Linked DNA regions of Pan troglodytes: all the other regions are linked to region 1. Evidence: chromatin contacts called from public HiChIP or PLAC-seq data. All regions are on one chromosome and are shown on one strand. Each heading gives the region's core, a stretch centred on a gene start, on an enhancer-like site or on the middle of the called end of the contact. The rest is flanking DNA. Distances are from core to core; before and after follow the strand shown.

What was found. HiChIP or PLAC-seq counts read pairs in DNA pulled down with a chosen protein or histone mark.
Region 2: a contact with region 1 is called in an H3K4me3 HiChIP or PLAC-seq map of stem cell-derived excitatory neurons, with 8 times the contacts expected there. The contact joins the promoter of NES here to the promoter of PEAR1 in region 1. A contact is called at or near these places in 1 of 1 datasets of contacts at active chromatin or transcription factors (stem cell-derived excitatory neurons) and 1 of 1 other capture datasets (stem cell-derived neural stem cells).
Region 3: an H3K4me3 HiChIP or PLAC-seq map of stem cell-derived excitatory neurons shows a contact between it and region 1, with 6 times the contacts expected there. The contact joins the promoter of MRPL24 here to the promoter of PEAR1 in region 1. A contact is called at or near these places in 1 of 7 Hi-C or Micro-C datasets (stem cell-derived neural progenitor cells) and 1 of 1 datasets of contacts at active chromatin or transcription factors (stem cell-derived excitatory neurons).

Annotation. Positions count from the first base shown.
Region 1 is chr1:92,304,473-92,307,807 of NHGRI_mPanTro3-v2.0_pri, reverse strand. PEAR1 (platelet endothelial aggregation receptor 1) reads left to right here and starts at 1,618. Exons shown (of 24, transcript XM_016929509.3): 1 at 1,618-1,810.
Region 2 is chr1:92,519,864-92,523,198 of NHGRI_mPanTro3-v2.0_pri, reverse strand. It overlaps NES (nestin), which reads right to left and starts at 1,747. Exons shown (of 4, transcript XM_003308514.6): 1 at 817-1,747. The coding sequence starts at 1,599.
Region 3 is chr1:92,455,591-92,458,925 of NHGRI_mPanTro3-v2.0_pri, reverse strand. MRPL24 (mitochondrial ribosomal protein L24) reads right to left here and starts at 1,534. Exons shown (of 6, transcript XM_003949609.5): 1 at 1,131-1,534. HDGF (heparin binding growth factor) reads right to left here. Exons shown (of 7, transcript XM_063796866.1): 7 at 2,061-3,335.

The sequences.
Region 1 (3,335 bases), core at 369-2,868:
AAGTCGAGACCAGCCTGGACAAGATGGTGAAACCCCATCTCTACTAAAAATACAAAAATTAGCCTGACGTGTGGGCGCGCGCCTGTAATCCCAGCTATTCAGGAGGCTGAGGCGGGAGAATCGCTTGAACCCGGGAGGCAGAGGTTGCAGTGAACTGAGATCGTGCGTGGGAGACAGAGCAAGACTCCGTCTCAAAACCAAACCAAATAGTGCTTCTGCCACTAATTAGTGTCCTAAGCCGCTCAGGACGTCGGTTTCGCCATATGTAAAAGGACATAATGATGAAACCAATCTCGAGTGAAGGATTCAATGAGGCAATACGCCTGAAGGGCTGACCACGGCGAAAGCTAATGTTCATTGCTATCAGGCGGGGAAGGGCTCCCAGGTCCGGTCCCCCGGCTGTGGGGCTCTGGGAAGCGGATGCTAGCCGCGAGGTGGCGCTCGCACCGGACTCGGTGGGCTTAGGAGTTGCTTACGCGCTGCTGGGTGTGGGCCGGAGGCGGGGCGGGTAGAGGCGGAGAATGCTTCCCAGGGTCACACCCTCCCGCGGTGTGACTTTTTTTTCTTTTTTTTTCTTTCTTTTTTTTAAGATAGGGTCTCGCTCTGTCGCCCAGGCTGGAGTGGAGTGGCAGGATCTTGGCTCACTGCAGTCTCGACCTCCTAGGCTCAAGCGATCCTTCCTCTTCAGCCTCCCCAGTAAACCGAGACCACAGGTGCGCGCCACTACACCTGGCGCGTTTTTTTTTTTGACGGAGCTGTGCTCTGTCGCCGAAGCTGGAGTGCAGTGGCACGATCTCGGCTCACTGCCACCTTCGTCTCCTGGGTTCCAGCGATTCTCCTGCCTCAGCCTCCCCCAGTAGCTGGGATTACAGGCGCCCACTACCACGCCCGGCAATTTTTTTTGTACTCTTCGTAGAGACGGGGTTTCACCGTGTTGGCCAGGCTGGTCTCTAACTCCTGACCTCAAATGATCCTCCCTCCTTGGCCTCCCAAAGTGCTGGGATTACAGGCCTGAGCCACGGCGCCCGGCCCTAATTTTTGTATTTTTAGTAGAGACAGGATTTCGCCATGTTGGCCAGGCTGGTCTCCAAACTCTGGGCTCCACGATCGGCCGGCCTCGGCCTTCCAAAGTGCTGGGATTATAGGCATGAGCCACCGCGCCCGGCCTTCCGCAGTGCGATTAGGGGCGGCAGGAGGAGAGGGGGGCCTCGCCCTGTCAGCCTCTCCGAGACTAGTGGGATGCGGTGCCCGGGAGGGGTCTTAATAAGATCACGGTTGCTGGGCAGCACTGGACAGTGCCCGACGTAGGCGATCTCATTGATTCCTTCCCACAACCCCACTTTGCAGATAGGAAAGCGGAGGCACGAGAGGTTAAGTAACCCAGGCCGCACAACGAGGGGAAGCTAGGGAGGGACTGGGGCCCTGGGCCCCTGCGCTGACCTCCCCTCCTCATCCCCTTCTTATCCCCCTCTGCTCCTGGCCCAGGCCGCGCAGAGTCGGCCTCTGTGATCCCACCCAGAATACAGTTTTCCCTCCCGGGCGCCTGGATCTCCCCTCCCCCGGCTCCTGTTTCCTTGTCAAAACTTCCTGCCTTGGCGAGGGCCCGAGTTCCCACCCCCTTCCTGCCCCCCGCCCCTCGGCGCCCCTCCCGGCCCTGCGATCAGCAGCGTCCCGCCTCCCCGCCGCTCCCGCAGTCAGGCTGGGGCTCGAAGCGGGGACCCTCGCCCCGTCCTCGGCTGTCCAGTCCTCCTCCTCGCAGACCCCGGCGGTTCCTACCCCAGGCCGCAGGGGAGACGGGGCCCCAAGGCAGGTGAGTGACTGCGCGCCCCCTGGCAGGGGAGGCCCGGTGGTGCGGCCCCGGAGACCACCCTGCCCCGGGGAAAGGGCTTGCGGTCCCCCTCCTCGACTGGAGTCTGAGGCCCCAGACCCAGGAGTGTAGAAAAGAGGGACTGATGGAGAGAGACGTGAAGGAGGGGAAGGGGACAGTGGAGGGGGCCAGAGAGGATGGGTTGGGGGTTCCCTTCCGTAATGAACATGTAAATGAGATGAAATGCTAGCGAGGTTGTTCCCTAAGCCCCTGGTCCCGGGACTTTGTGAGTCAGGGGCAGCCTGGCCCACTGCCCCCTCCCAGGGTTGGGAAGAGAAGACTGGGTGCTGTCCTTGGCTTTCAAGGGAAGTGTAGCCACAAGAGCATCGACACTGGAGCCAAGACTGCCTAAGTGCCACCCTCCACTCTGCAGCTTACTGTCTGTGGGGTCTTGGTCAAGAGGCCTGACCTCTGTGCCTCAGTTTCTCATTTCTAAAGGAGAATAATATAGGGCCTACCTCATGGGTTGTGAGGCTTAAGTGAGCAAAAACGTGTCTCCTGCTTTGAATGATGCTAGATAAACAGATTATCAGTGTCATCTCTCTGTCCACCGGCAGGAATGTTTGAGGGAGGATGTAGGGGAAGGACCCAGGTTTGCCGGTCCCTGGCTCTCACATCTTTGCCAGTTATGAGGACTGGGGGTTCAGCTTGAGGTCCCGGGCAACTGGATCCTCAGAAAACTTGGCAGGCTGATGATCTGAAGTTGTGCTAAGGGCCAGGTGGGTGTGTGGGGGGTCCAGGAGCCCAGGCCCCAGCAAGGCAACCCTTCACCCCCACCCCCATCTCCAGCCTCCAGTAGCTGCTCTCCACTCCCCTGTTCTGGCCTGTTATGAGTGGCCTCTCCTGGGGCTGTGCTGTGACCCTAGTCCCTGGGGACAGGAACAGCTTGTGCTGGCCTGAGGTTCCCAGGCTCAGCCAGGCCTCAGCTCGGGCAGGATTGGGCCGGGTGTCAGCTCTCAACCCTGGCCTAAGCTGGCCTTGTGCTAGGGGGACGGCTGGAGACGGGGGAGCTCATCTCTGAACCCCACTCAAAACCAGCTCATGGTATAGGGCCTGTTGTGTGTGCTTGTGAGCCAGTCATAAGCCAGGGTGTGGGCGCAGCCCTCCTATCTCCTGTGTCTCCTCCCTGCTGTGTGGCCTCTCCCACTCTTGAGGCCTCCGAAGGCCCACCCACCATGTTCCCCACTGCAGGTGGGGCTGCCATCTCTAGGAGCTGGGTTGGCCAGACTCACTTCTCTGCCTTCCTCTCTCTCCACTGGAGGATGAAGCTGAGAGTTGGCATCTGTTCCTCCACCCTCTGTCCCCCCTCAACATCTCCTATCAGACTCTCCCAGAAGAGGAAACTCACGCTCCAGGCAGCCTCATCCACCAGTCGGAAACCTGGAGAGAGATAGAAGGTCATGGGGCTGCTGTGTGCCTCCCCGCACCCGACACACACTGCTGGGGAGGAGGCTGAGGCCAGGTGGAG
Region 2 (3,335 bases), core at 498-2,997, 220 kb before region 1:
GTTATGGAGAGAGAAGAGGGGAAAAAAAAGCAAAAGCAGAAGGAAAAACGATTAATCAAGATGGCTGGAGCCTGCAGGACTGGAAGGCAAACAGCCCCTGTCCCCCATTGGTCCCATCTCCCACAGCTGTCTCCTGCTCCTCACAGCAGGCTCTCACCCCCGCCCCACCCCCACTTCCCACATGTTCTGGATTCTCTCTCCTCTGAGAGGAGGGATGGGGAGGTGGCCATGGCACCTCTGTGTGGCCCAGGCAAGAAGCTGTTTTCTCAGCTGCTGGTCACATCTGTGCCCTGTGAGAAGGAGCAGCTGTTATGGGCCTCTGGAATGTGCTCCAGGGAGCCGAGAAGCCATGGCATGGGAGGGGGCTGGTAGCCATTCATTCACGGCCCCTCACTCCTCCCCTCAGGGGGAGGAGGGCTGTGAGGAACTTGGTGATTCTGAGTGGCCAGGCCACCAGATTCAGCGCAGAGGCGACAGTGCTGGGTGTCCTCCTAGTAATACCAGAGCCTGGGAAGGGGCCCGGAGCCCCAGTCATCATCAGAGCCAGAAGGTGCCATCCAGAGAGTGGCGGGGCTGCTGCAACGGGTCTTGGGCCTGACTGCCCACCCGGGATGTGCTTCGAGAAGCCCCACCATTCGCATCCTACACTAGACGGGCTGTAAAAGTCTAGGACGTGTGGCACCAGGTTTCTGAGAACTGGCTCCTGATTCAGCAGCCAGCTAGCCCCACTCCCTTCCCAGAAGGTCTCTGAGCTTCATAAGGGACTTTCTGGAGCGTTCTGGGACTTTCTCTCACCCAGGCCCTCAACCTCCTCACCTGGAACTTTTCAGTAGCCCGCAGCCGCTCCTGCCAGCGGTCCTCCAACCTCTGTTCCAACGCTGCCCTGCGCTCCTGGAGGCCTCCGCGCTCAGCCTGGAGCTGCTGCAGCTCCAGGCGGCCCTCGCGGGCACCCTGCACCGCCCGGCCCAGCCGCTCGCGGGCCTGGCCCAGCGACGTCTCCATGTGTGCCACGCGCTCCTGGTAGCCGCGCACTGCCCCGCGCCACGCCTCGCCCAGTCGCCTTGCCAGCTCCTCCACCTCCGGGGCCGGCGCGGGAGGCCCGCGGGGCGGCGCTGGGCAGCGGGGGGCACAGGCAGCCTGCGCGTTCAGGCCGACGCGCTCCTCCTCGTGCGCCACGCGTAGAGCCTCTAGCTCGCGCTCCAGCTCTGCCGCCTGGCTACTCAGCCAGGCCCGGGCGCATTTCTCTGCCTCGACGGCGCGCCGGTTGCGGGCTACCTCCTCCGTCGTCCGCTCCCGGACCAGCCGCAGCTGCTGGCATCGGCCTGCCACGCCCTCCAGCTCTTCAGCCAGGTTGTCGCGCGCCACCTCGGCCGCGTGCTTCTCCCGCCAGCGTTGGTCAACGAGGGCCCGCAGGGCCGCCAGCTCGTCGTCGGCACGCGCCCGCCAGGAGGTGTCCGCGGATTGTGCCCGGAGCCCCCCGAGCTCCGCGCTGAGCAGCTCATTCTGCTCCTCCAGCGCCTTGACCCGGGCCAGGTAGGCCTCCAGGCGCCGATTGAGCTCCCACATCTGAAACGACTCCTCCCCCATGCAGCCCTCCATCCTGCTCGTCTGACCCACTGAGGATGGACAGACGCGGGGCACCGGGAGAAGGGAGCGGCTCGCAGAGCTTTTAGGACGGAAGAGAAAAGAGACCGACGGGGACAATGACGGGGCGGGGCGGGGTGGGAGTAGCCTGAGCGACTGAGAGTCGGGAGTGGGAGCGAGGCTATTCATACTCCCGCCAGGCGGGCGGGAAGAGGGGCGGGACCCAGGCCTTAACCCCTTAGAGGTCAGAGAGTGGCAGCAGCCTCTGTCCCTGCTTCCCCAGGGTGCTGGAGAGTGGAACCAAAGAAGAAGCTGTACCATGGAGAATCGGATCTGATGGTGGTGGCTTTCTGAGGGAGGAGGCTGTGAAGAAGGGTCACAATCCCCGAAAAAGGCAGATAATGCACAGAACTGAGCCTGTGGGGGTGGGAGTGCCAGGACGTTCCAGCCTGGGAGGGAGTGCAGTCTCAGTTACTCAACACATCCGAGAGAGGTATCACTTACTGAATTCCTCTAAGACTCAGTTTCCTCATCCATAAAATGGGAGCAATGATGGAAATCGCATAGCTGCTGAAAAAAATGGATGTGGCCAGGTTTTTGTTTTTTGTTTTTAAAATAGCAAATGCTCCTCCTCCTGAAATACTGGAGAGAGTACTACAGCATTGCAGAAAGAAGCTAGAGAGACGCTGCCTGGAAAACAAGAACAAATGTCTGATATTAGGACACACGGATACACACACACACACACACACACACACACACACACACACACACACACGCTATTGCCTGAGTCTCCATCAGAAAAGGGAGCGACCAGGTTAAGGGCCGTCATGGGCTTAAGAACGTTTGTCCATCCTTCCTACAAGTCTTCTGTATAACTGCGAGGTTCAAACATCCGCTTTAGGAAGTTCTGTTCTTGGGGAAGGGCCCCTTCTCCCGCACCCCCTGCCAGGGAATGTTGGGTAGTGGACGCCCTCTGGCGGCTTTCAGAAGTGGAAGCAGCAGGAAGAGGCCATTCTTTTCCTTCCTAACGACTAGCCCAAGTTTATCCAGCCTTTATGTTGTGCCCAGTCGTGTTCCAATATTTTACTTCCATGATCTGACTTAATCTTCAAAACAACCTTTTAAAGATTCTACAGTTTATGAAGTAGAGAGCTCACCAAGGGTGAGAGTAGTAGGGAAGGCTTTCTGGACGGAGTGCATCCTTGAGCTGGGAGGTAAAGGACAGGTGGGATTTGGGGGATTTACAGTGAAGGAGAAGTAGGGCTGGGGAGGAGATGCAGGGATAATGAGACGGAGGGGATCTTTGGGGAAGGCGTTTCTGATCAAGCTGCTAAATCCAATTTAGCTCAAGTGTTAATTGAGTACCTACTATGTGTCAGCACCAAAGAGATTGCAGGAACTCTGTCCTAGCCCTGGAAATGCTTATAGTTTGGTGATGTGAGGTCAACAGTGATGGGCACTCATAGTCTGGTGGTGGAGGTAAACATAAAAAGATGACTACAATACTTAATCAGCCTCCAAGGTGCTGGGGACAGAGCCAGGCAGCACAGAGGATGGAGAGGGTTTTCTGGGTAGAGGGTACAGCCAGGTCAATAACCAGGAAGTCATCCCTCCAATATTCCCTCCCCTTGAGGAGTCTCTCAAGGACCCCATCCCTGTCCCCAGGCCAATGGGGCTTTGGAATTCACCACCAATATGTAGAATAGAGGCCAGGGAGGGGTTAGTGACAGGACATTGACTGAGAGTCA
Region 3 (3,335 bases), core at 285-2,784, 150 kb before region 1:
TATTTTAAAGCAAGGTGCAAAATAATGTATTATTATCCCTGTGGGGTAAATATACAAATATATATTCCAGCACAGTTATATTTATGGAAAGGAAACAAGAAACCAAAGTACTTGTTTTAGGGGAGAGGAACTGTTTGGGAGGTCTGTTAATTCCATTTTGTTCCTTCCCGTAACGTTTGCATTTTCTAACCATGTGCATTTAAAAATATGTATTAACGGTTTATCTGAACAGTGAGATACTGGCTCATTTTTCTTCTTTATACTTCTCAGTATAAAGGCCTGATGTTATTTTCGGAAAAAGAAACAAAAACAAACAAACAAAAAACCCACCTGTCATTTTCAATTAATGCTGACTGGCCTAAGTGTTCCTGTGAGTATTCAACAAATGCTTAGGGAGGACTACTATATGACAAACCTAATGCTGGGAATTTCATTGCCGGCATTTGGTCTTCACATTGCCCAGTGAGGAAGGTGAGGTTGCCAGATGCATCGTAAAGTCCCTTTTACAGACAAGGAAATCAAGGCCCTGAAAGCCGGAGTGACTACCCTGGTTCATACAGCTTGACTAGGAGTAGGGCCAATCTTAAGACCCGAGCCTTCTGCGTGATTGCTGCAAGGAGCCCCTTCACCTCAGTCAATCCAGGTCTGAACCACCCCAGCCCAGAGCAGCTTGCATGCCCCCGAGATCCTTCCCTTCTTTCCCTCCACAATCTGGAGATGCTGCTGGTGAGCGTCCCGCAGTGGGGTTTTGCCTGCATGTTCTGAAGGCGCAGTGCAATGTAGTGGGTCGAAGGTCTGCCCTCTCAGGTCACGGCTCCAAAGGCTTCCCCCACCAGCCTCATCCCAGACATCGCCAAGGCCTAGCTGTCTTCAGCACCCACCCGCTCCAAACTTCCGGTGCAAAGAAACCCTGGGGAGGCGACTGAGCCATGGCCAGGGAAAAGGATAGGCTCTTCCCGCACCTGCCTCTCGGACGGGCACCTCTAGGGCGGGCGGCCCTCACCTCCACTTTCCGCGGCACTTCGGATTATCAGCACATGGGCCCTCAGCGTCCCCTCCCCCGCCACGCCCGTCGACTTTCTGGGAGTTGTAGTCCAAGTGTAAAACGGAAGATCAACCACGAATCTTACCTCTCAGCATGCTGGGAGTTGTAGTCCGCCGCTAGAAAGCTGGAAACAGGAAGTTTGGCGGGGGTAGGAAATCAAGGAAACCGGAACACACCATGAAGCATGTCGGGAATCGAAAGGCAAGTTGGTTCGGCCGGCCCGCCTGGCACATTCCCGCGCATGCTCTGCGTGGAGGCCGCTGGGAATTGTAGTTTCTAGAGAAGAAGGCTCCATTTTCTAGGTGGTTGTGGCTTCCTGTTCAAGGCAAAGGGCCGCCCTTTCCAGACAGGGCTACCGCCAATGCTCTCCCTGTCCTTCTCTGCTGGAGTGGGGGCAGGGCAGATTCAAAAACTGCCGGTAGGCTTTCTAGAGGAAGGGATGAAACGTGGGCCCTTCCAATGCTAGTAGCCGATCTAGTTACAAAATGTCAGATCTGGAAGGAAACAGAAATGATCTAAGCCAGTCATTCCACTTAACTCAGGGAGTACTGGCGGGATTTCACCCTACCAACCCCCTCCCCCTACCACCCCATCACCAGCTAAGGGTGGCAGGTACCCCTAGCATTAGCAAGGAGAAAGGGTTATCCTATTATTTGACTTGCACTTTGGGGTCAAATTGTTTATACAACCAGCCTCCAAACTCCCACTTCATGGCCATCTTGGGCTGTGGCCGATACTGGCAATGCTCCCACACCCCACTTCTTGTGCAAACCCTTTTTTAAAAAAAACTTTCCCAGGTGCGTTAAACAGTGGCTGGGCAAGAGTAGAATGAATGGTGTGGTTTATTCTACGACTCTGCCCACAAGAAGTTTGGATTTCCAAATGCCTAAAAATGGAGGAGGTTGACACCCTCTACCTAAATCTGAGATGACCTGGAAATCATTTGCATTCCATTACCCCACTTTCCGTCTTCAGTTAACCAATACACCCCCAAAGAATCAGTCAGAATCCAATATAGTAATCAACGGGTTTTATTTTCCTAGAACTGAAATCATCTACGGTTCTCAGAGCTAAACTTCCAAAGCTACAGTCAGCAATTTTTCATCAGAGCCCAAGGGAGAGGGGCCAGGGTAAAAGAGACGAGACTGTAGAGAGGCATAGAGAGACCAGTAGGAAGAGGGTGGGAGAGGGCACTTATTTCTCTCTGTCCTCTCAGTGGGTTACAAATCAGATCTGGTGACAACACTGAGGGGGCCAGGTCAGGGTATGTGGATGAGAAATGACACTGGAAGGAACATCAAAGCCCCAGCTACAAAAAGAAAGTCATCAAGCCCCAAATAGAAGGGGAGCCTCCCAGTGCACCTCAGAAATGGGGGCAACGATGGGGAAGGAGCAGAATGGAGAGCACACAAAGGGTTAGGGGTCTTTAAAATTTTTTTTTGTAATTTTCTTTTATTAAAAACATTTCCTAAAAAATGTGTCTTTTCCTTTATGTCTGGGTGATATATATGACTATAAGCTGGCCTTGAGCACTGTGTGGAGAGGAAAAAGGACAGCTAGGAGTCTTCCCAAGCATCCTATTTGTGGCTTCAGAGATCTAAAGGGGGACAGATGCTCAACACTCCCACCCAAATGGGTAAAGTCAACCCTTCAGGTCTCAGGTCCTTGGCCTGAACAACTTGGAAGCCCCAAATTCGCTTGATGATTAACTACAACTCCCAAAACTCTTGGGGTCGGCAAAAGGAAAAATGGGTGTTGTCAATCATCAAGGATTTATGGAAAGGAGCCCCTCCCCTACAAGCTGTCCCACTTTCCCTGAATCTAGGCAGCTGGGATAATAGGTGTAGCAGGGGACAGGAGCTCAGAAGGAGGCTGCCCTCCTGTGCTGCCCCCACCTCGCATTTGAGGATTGCCCCTCCCAGGCCCCACAAGCCCACCCTGCTGTTTATGCTCCGTCCTTTCCATTTCTACCCCTGATCCCAACCCAGAGGTCCAGAATGCCTAGGAGAGTGGGAGAAGGGTGTCAGGAGGTGGGAGCAGTTGTCCCAGGCCCCAGCAGAAGCCTGGAAAATAGCTCCAAGCGGAAGGAACACAATGGCCTCAACTCATTCCAGGGAGAAGACATGGCTCTGACTCAGATCATAGGAGTATGGGGACCTAGAGGTGAGAGCCAGGTGGCCTGCCCCATCCAGGTCAATCTCCATGGGCTGGGCTTGGAGTGGGAAAAGTGAGTAGAAGAGGAGAGCAGGTTGGGGTGGGAAAGGGGTTCCCAGTTTGCAGGCCATGGCCA